Regions from separate parts of the Zea mays genome. Here region 2 is linked to region 1. A link is a contact called in public Hi-C data. All regions are on one chromosome and are shown on one strand. The core of a region is the stretch at or near the end of the contact, and the rest is flanking DNA. Distances in the headings are between cores, read along the strand shown. Region 1 holds the start of LOC100281999. Region 2 holds the start of LOC100281654 (flavonoid 3-monooxygenase).

Evidence for each region. A called contact is a pair of places that touch in the nucleus more often than the background predicts.
Region 2: a contact with region 1 is called in a Hi-C map of ear, with 2.1 times the contacts expected there. The contact joins the promoter of LOC100281654 here to the promoter of LOC100281999 in region 1. A contact is called at or near these places in 3 of 25 Hi-C or Micro-C datasets (ear, leaf mesophyll and tassel) and 1 of 3 datasets of contacts at active chromatin or transcription factors (leaf).

Annotation. Positions count from the first base shown.
Region 1 is chr1:62,660,685-62,664,306 of Zm-B73-REFERENCE-NAM-5.0, reverse strand. LOC100281999 reads right to left here and starts at 1,535. Exons shown (of 3, transcript NM_001154914.1): 1 at 1,330-1,535. The coding sequence starts at 1,427. LOC103635193 (probable low-specificity L-threonine aldolase 2) reads right to left here. Exons shown (of 11, transcript XM_035963849.1): 10 at 3,539-3,622; 11 at 1,899-2,227. The coding sequence ends at 2,176.
Region 2 is chr1:62,896,563-62,900,142 of Zm-B73-REFERENCE-NAM-5.0, reverse strand. It overlaps LOC100281654 (flavonoid 3-monooxygenase), which reads right to left and starts at 2,316. Exons shown (of 2, transcript NM_001154573.2): 1 at 1,234-2,316; 2 at 334-1,111. The coding sequence starts at 2,178. The coding sequence ends at 479.

The sequences.
Region 1 (3,622 bases), core at 286-2,785:
AATTGTGCTATAATTTTACCCACAAGATATTCCAATGATAGTCAACTGACACTTGGATCAACAGTGTTTTACTTCCAATCAGTATTTCAAATCACAGGCTATGACATCTGGCTACCTGCCTCCTCAAACAGCTAATCGCCAGATATATCTGGCTTTAGCAGCTAAATTGTACATGGGGAGCAAATAGCTAAATCCTCCTCAAACACCTAGATCCGGAGATGAAATCCGTGCATCCAACACAACATATATATAGTGGATCCACAGGAAGAGGAACAATTTTGAACCTGTTATGATGTACGGCTAATCAGCAGTACTCTTCCAGCAGAACATAATGTTTCATGCTCTCAGCAGATCATATGTATTCCCTCCATTTTTAATTGTAAGTCACTGTTATGCACCCAGATGTAAGCGCTATCTAGGAAATTCAAAACAGAGCTGAAGTTCATAATGGAGGGAGTATTTTAGTTTGGCCACTGCAATTGCTCAACTCACGTGTCAACAGAGCAGAAACAGTTGTTGCTACTTCTCTATTTTTGTTTGGGCAGAACATAAGTCCATGTGTTTCTCTTAAACCAAGAGGCCAGTCGTGTTAAGAAAATGAGAAATCGAACTATAAGGATATGTCTGCACTCAGATGCAGACGTAAACCGTCACTACAAAGATGTCGGCATTTTTTTTTGGGAACGTATCCTGTGCTCATGGAGCACTTGTGCTCATATGAACACTTTCTAGTGCCTTCATTTCTCATCCAGGGGGTGAGGGCAGCAGTGGCACACATAAGAGACAGGCGGCGCGGCGCAACAAGGGTGACACATAGAAGAAACTAAGAAATGTCTATTCACACTTGGATGAGAAACGAAGGCACCAGATTTAAAGTGCTCATATGAGCACAAGAGCTCCATGAGCACATGATACGTTCCCTTTTTTTTACTCTCTAAATTCATTTTATATCAGAAGTCAACCTGAAGAAGTGGTCTTGCAAAACAAAACCGAAACTGGAATAGTTTGAGGTGGGGACTTGTGCAACCCTCGATGAACTAGACGAACGATAACTTCAACACGAGCTAGAATTCCTCCGTCGGCAACTCCAGGAAGGGTTCAAATTTCAGTAATTTCAACCAAGGAGTGGCCATGGCCCCTGACATCGAAGTCAACGGCCACTAGTATCAGACAGCGGACATACGAAGAGAATCCGATCGGATTGAATCGATCCATGGACACGGGAAGTAGATCAGAGGAACAACAGCAACCTCAGCCAAATATGAATCGTCAGACTCACAGTGGCAGTCGCTTAGGGGGGGAAGAGAGGAGAGAAGGTAGAGTACTAACTCGGTGCCCTTGAGGCGGAGGATGCGGAACTGCTCAGGGGAGAGTACGACGCGCCACTCCTCCTCGCTCCTCTGCTTGTTGTTGTTCCCCGACGCCATTGCCGCGGCCGGAAGGAAGAGAAAGCACCGGGCCCGCAAACGCCAGGACAGCAGAGGAGGATATGTACGAGTACGAATGACTATGATGCAGGCACCGAGGCACGTAGTAACGGCAGACACACTTTCTTTTTGTCACTAACTAGAACATGGGGCGCCCTTTCGGGCGCCTTATCAGGCAGTAAGTAACACCTAATTATACGACAATAGTCACATACACATAAGATATATTGAATAGTATATAGAATATAATAAGACATACAGTAAACCATTGTATACAATCAGGTTACATAAATGGTAGGCGGATCATAATCCAACCATCAAGACTTCTGTCTAAGCTACACTAAGCGCTTGGTGTTCATGACTGATAGAACACCACTGCTGCCATTTTTTGAGACAACAGATGCAAAAGCAGCATACAAACATAATTCATTTAGAACTAGGTCATTGCCCGTGCGATGCGACGGCACACAATCACAACAATAGAGAGCTATATTTTTAGAAACCGCAAGAAAACATTTAGTCTTTCGTGGTCACGGCATACAAAATCGAGATGGAAATGAAAAAACAATGTGAGTTTCAACTACAAAACAAACATCAAGAATAAAGGACAGTAATTATAACACTATATACAATAGTTAACAACACACGTTTGTCGAGCGAGCGTATGCGCGGAGCTAGCACTCTTCTAGCAGGCGCATCCACTCCCTGCCTGCTGTTGCTAGTTGGATTGGTCGGTCCTCCTACTTCATTAAGAGCATCTCCGTTCCCAATAGGGCCACGACGATCTTGCGAAATAGCGACTGTAGCAACACAAATGAGAAAAGAATCGATGAGATGCAGTGTGCGCAACAGTATGCGCAACACGGTACATCAAAGAGTCTAAGTGTCTATATAGTTGCCTAATTGGAGAATACATTATGCATCAATAAAAAATAAATAGATATAAACTTCAAGATTTTTAGTTGTTTAACTTGTATTACCTAAAGTGTGGCATTTAGATAACGTACCTCACTGTATCAGCCCAGTTACCAAAAGGGTGGTGCATTAGAGTGCTCATATTCTTGTCACCCTTGCACGTTGCAAATACACGTGTGTTGGGCCATTCATTGTAGCCATGACTTTTGATTATTGTGTCTGCTTTAAAGTGTTACTCTGGTTTGGGCCTTTTGGCATCTGTGATTACCATATATATTATTTTATTTCTCATATTGCAAGGCACACAACAAAAGGAAGGGAATGCACCAAGTCATGGCAGATCAGTGCATATAAACTTTTTGCGTACCTCGACACATGTCAATGCATATTGAACATCACTGTCTAAAATCTGGTAATGGATGACGAACCTGACACTGCATGATACGAAGCACAAAACTCAATGTGGATAGCTAACCTTGGATGTGCCCATCATTAAAGATACTACTGCAGGTGTTTAGATTAAGGTTCTGACTTGCTAACTGATCATAGAGTTTCTGTAAAAATAGGGACCACGACCCTTCTTATTCTTTTAATGAAGATATAGGTCTCTTCTCTTGGTCGAGCTTAGTAGTAAAAAAATGAAGATATGAGAGTAAAAAAGAAAACAATGTTAGCGGGTTTACATTATCACCAATAGATTATCAATAAATATGGTATTTATTTTTTTATCAGCCCAAAAATATGCGATATGATTTGCCTGCCAACCAGTCAACCCAGTAGCTTGCAATATTTAAAACTCTGTTTGTTGTAAAATTTGGGACTGTGTTTACCAATGGAGTTTGGTATTCACTCAAAGTTGTGTTTTTTATGGTGACACTCAAAATTAGGTTATGTGTAGGTTTTTAATGTTAACTTGTTTGGAGAGATTCTATATGGTTTTCTTGCAAATCGACAGTTCTTTCCCCAAATTTTGGTCAAAAGAAACCACATCACCGATAGAATTCAGATCCCATTTATCGGTCACCTCCAATGAATGTTTTCTATAATTAAGAAAGGAGACCGAACATGGGCCATATATGCTTTGTGTGTAGAGGCTGTGACATTGCCTTTTTACTCCTATCTAAGAAAGGACACTGATTGTGTTACTCAGAGAATGGAGCTTCATCATGTAATGGGGGGGAGGAATGGAATTTCACCTTTTTGAACTTGCTGGCATTGCAAGAACATTGCGTTGTTCCAAGACTTGGCATAGCTTGCTCGGTGAAATGTGTGGATCCACG
Region 2 (3,580 bases), core at 1,067-3,566, 240 kb before region 1:
AATTCGAAAAAATGGCATCGGGAGGCAAAACAACTGCAAAAGGGAGCAAGGTTATGGCGGTACCGATAGCAGGCCCAGGTTGTCTGGCAAGTCCAAGCCATATGCTTAGCGACAAATGAACATGTGCTGTATATATTGCTAAGTTACAACACAGACCAAATAAATTTAGTCCAACCAGTTTTTAGAAAAATACCGTAGCAAAGCACGAGTAACTGACTAGTGTTACATTTAAATGAGAGTAGAACTTTCACTGAAAATGGTCTAATGATTGAGAGTTCAATTGAAGTATACCGAGATTTTCCAAACAAAAATTCCAAGCCTTCGAATCTCGGTGATAGTCTTGTGATATCTCTGCTAGCTTTCACGTGCAATGCTTTATTCAGATGATATAAAGACCCAGGATACGATGTTCTAAACGACTAAACCACTTAATTACTAAGAGAAAAATATTAGGCAGAGCAAGATAGGCTTGCATGCATCACAGGACAGCATACAGGCGAGCAGGAAGCTTGGGCTCAGCGACGGCCTGGAGCGGAACCAAGCGCGGCACGGTGAGCCCGAACGTTTCTTCCATGCCCAGCTCCTCGGCCGCCACGCCGTCGGGGAGCCGCCAAGCGAAGGCGTGCAGCAGGTTGCCCAGGATCGTAGGCACCATCCTGAGGGCGAGGCCCATGCCGGGGCACATGCGGCGGCCGGACCCGAACGGCAGCAGCTCGAAGTGCTGCCCTTTGACGTCCACGCCGCTTCCGGCGAACCGCTCCGGCCGGAACTCCAGGGGAGCTTCCCACACCGCCGGGTCACGGCCGATGGCCCAGGCGTTGACGAAGACGCGCGCGCCCGCCGGGATGTCGTAGCCGCCCACGGACACGTCCTCCCGACACAGCCGCGGAGTCAGGAGCGGCGCGACTGGGTGCAGGCGCAAGGTCTCCTTCACGACGGCGTCGAGGTACGGGAGGCTTGGGATGTCCCCCTCTGCCACAAGACGGTTGCGGCCGACGACACGGTCCAGCTCCTCGGTGGCCTTGGCGAGGACCTCTGGGTTCCTCAGGAGCTCTGACATGGCCCACTCCACAGTCACCGCCGAGGTGTCGGTGCCGCCGCCCATCAGGTCCTGGGGTGCAGGACGACCACTCCATCATTAGTCTACTTTTGTGCTTGGCTGAACTCTGAAGTTTAAATCTAATTAACCTAAGTTAAAATATGCTACGCATGATGTGGATTAGTAACGCTTACTAGAGTGAACCCCTTCACATTATCCCGCGTGATGGGGACCTCGAGCTGGCTGGGGTCGTCAGCGAGCTCCAAGAGCACGTCCATCATGTCCATGGCGACGAAATCCTCTCCTTCTCGGCGCCGCCGCTCGTTGTGCTCGTCCACCACGTGCTCCAGGAACCGGTCCAGCATCTTGGCCGACCTCTTCATCCTCTTGACGTACCCTTGCGGGTCCAGGGGGCTGAGCCACGGGATCATGTCCGCGACGTTGAGCACGCCGTTGAGAAAGAAGTGCTCGTCGATCAGCCACCTGAACTCCTCGGGCGTCGCCGGCGAGCTAGACCCCTCGACGACGTACTTCTTGCCCAGCAGCATGCGCGAGACGACGCTGAGGTTCACCATGTAGAGGTGCTCCCTGAGCGTCACCGCGTCGTGGCCGCCGGCCGGCGCCGACGCCGCCGCACGCAGGTCGCTCAGCATGGCGCGCACCTCGTCGCTGCGGACGTGCTCGAGCGACATGAGCCGCCTCGCGCTGAAGAGCTCGGCCTGGCAAAGCCTGCGCGCCTGACGCCAGTACGCGCCGTAGGGCTGGTAGAAGAGGCCAGCGCAGTTGTAGGTGGTGTACCTGCCGGCCGCCGTCTGAGGACGGTCGATGAAGGCCAGGTCGTGGGTCTTGAGGATGAGCCTCGCCGTGTCGATCGACGACGCGACGACGACGGGAAAGGAGCCGAACCGCAGGGACATGAGCGGGCCGTACCTCTTGGAGAGCTCGTGGACGGAGTGGTGAGGCAGCGGGCCGATCAGGTTCAGGTTGCCGATCACCGGCCACGGCCGCGGGCCTGGTGGGAGCCTGTACTTGCGCGTCGAGCGCGCGCGGAGCCGGAGAACGGTTACGAGGAAGAGAGTGGCGCCAGCCACTACGGCGACGAGGAAGAAGGATGCGGAGGACGGTGCTGGTAGCTCCATGGGGACTTGGGAGTTGGGACGTACCAGTAGGGGTGTGCGACGAGCCCTTTTTTTTGATACTAGTCCCCTTTCTCGCTTGTTCCGTTAGGTCAATCCAGAAAAGGATTAGAAGGAATATTTATCTAGATTGTTATAACCGAACACGCCCTCCGTGGGTCTGTAGGGAGCTATTCAGCCCAAATGCTCGGCTCCGAACGGTCCTTAACGAGCGGATGTGTAGGAGCGCTTGAGCCATTCGATACCCAGGCAGGGTGCCGAGCTGAAGCCCGACGCGTGGGTGCAGCGGCTTCGTGTTACAGCACCGATGCAGTAATTTTTTTTCTTCATTCAGTAGATCCACAATCATGTAGTGTCGTCCCTACGCCCAATAAATGTATAACTGTATAGTCAGTCATTCGCAAGCAAGAGACCCACTAGACTAGCTGGTCCCCGTTAGCTCCTCTATCTCATCTTCAATCACATCTTTTATTTTAAACTTCAATCGATAAATTGTGTTGTCAGAACTGCAAAATAGTGTTTTGAACCTCCATATGCACAGCCTGCCGATGACAGCATAAGGTCTACTTGTCAATAGTCGTTGTCCATATTTAATATTAATGTTGGTGCACACTAAACACTAGGGATATATCGACTAGTGGTGCCCTCTGCGGCGGCACGAACGGTTCGCGACATCGCTTCAAGAGCGACTCCTTCCCCGCATCGCTTTGGACGGTCCACACTATGGACCAGATGGTCCATGATGGCTCAAGGTCCTCTTCCTCCTTGCATGAACCCAGATCATGCCCCATAGGGAGAGACCTTAGGGTGCTCCGGTCAGCAGGCCACCCGGAGGGTAAGATCCAAGTATCGTCTTGAATCGGCAGGCCACACAAGACGGATATCGACGTAGAGTCAAATAGGGGTGGTCGGGTGGAGGTGGATATGCGGAAAGCTACAACTAAAGCTATGCTATATCTATACTACTCTATTAAGAACCTAATGTGGCCACCTCGTGCTACCATGACTTCACTCTCCGCGCTGACACTCCGGGTCCGACCACCACACCGCACAAAAAATAGTGCAGAGCTGAAAGAGAAATGTGCCCTTAGGCCATTTCTAGTTGTTTTGGTGATCAAATGTTCAACATATTACTAAGAACTAATACTACTCCTATGAGCACGGACACATGTGTTTAGAAAGCAAATTAAAACAAAGGTATGTTTCTAGCACTTAATCATTTATTTTATGTGCTAACAATGTTCATCTAAATGCTAGAAAACTTCTCAAGTCAAGCAAAAATATAGTGGAGAAGGTTGGCTAAATATGGCCAAACTTGGGCCAGTCTTGACCTCACCGGACAGTCACACGAGACATGCTCGGGCAAGTCGTGATTGCGCTTAGGCGAACCGTGACTGTCTCCCAT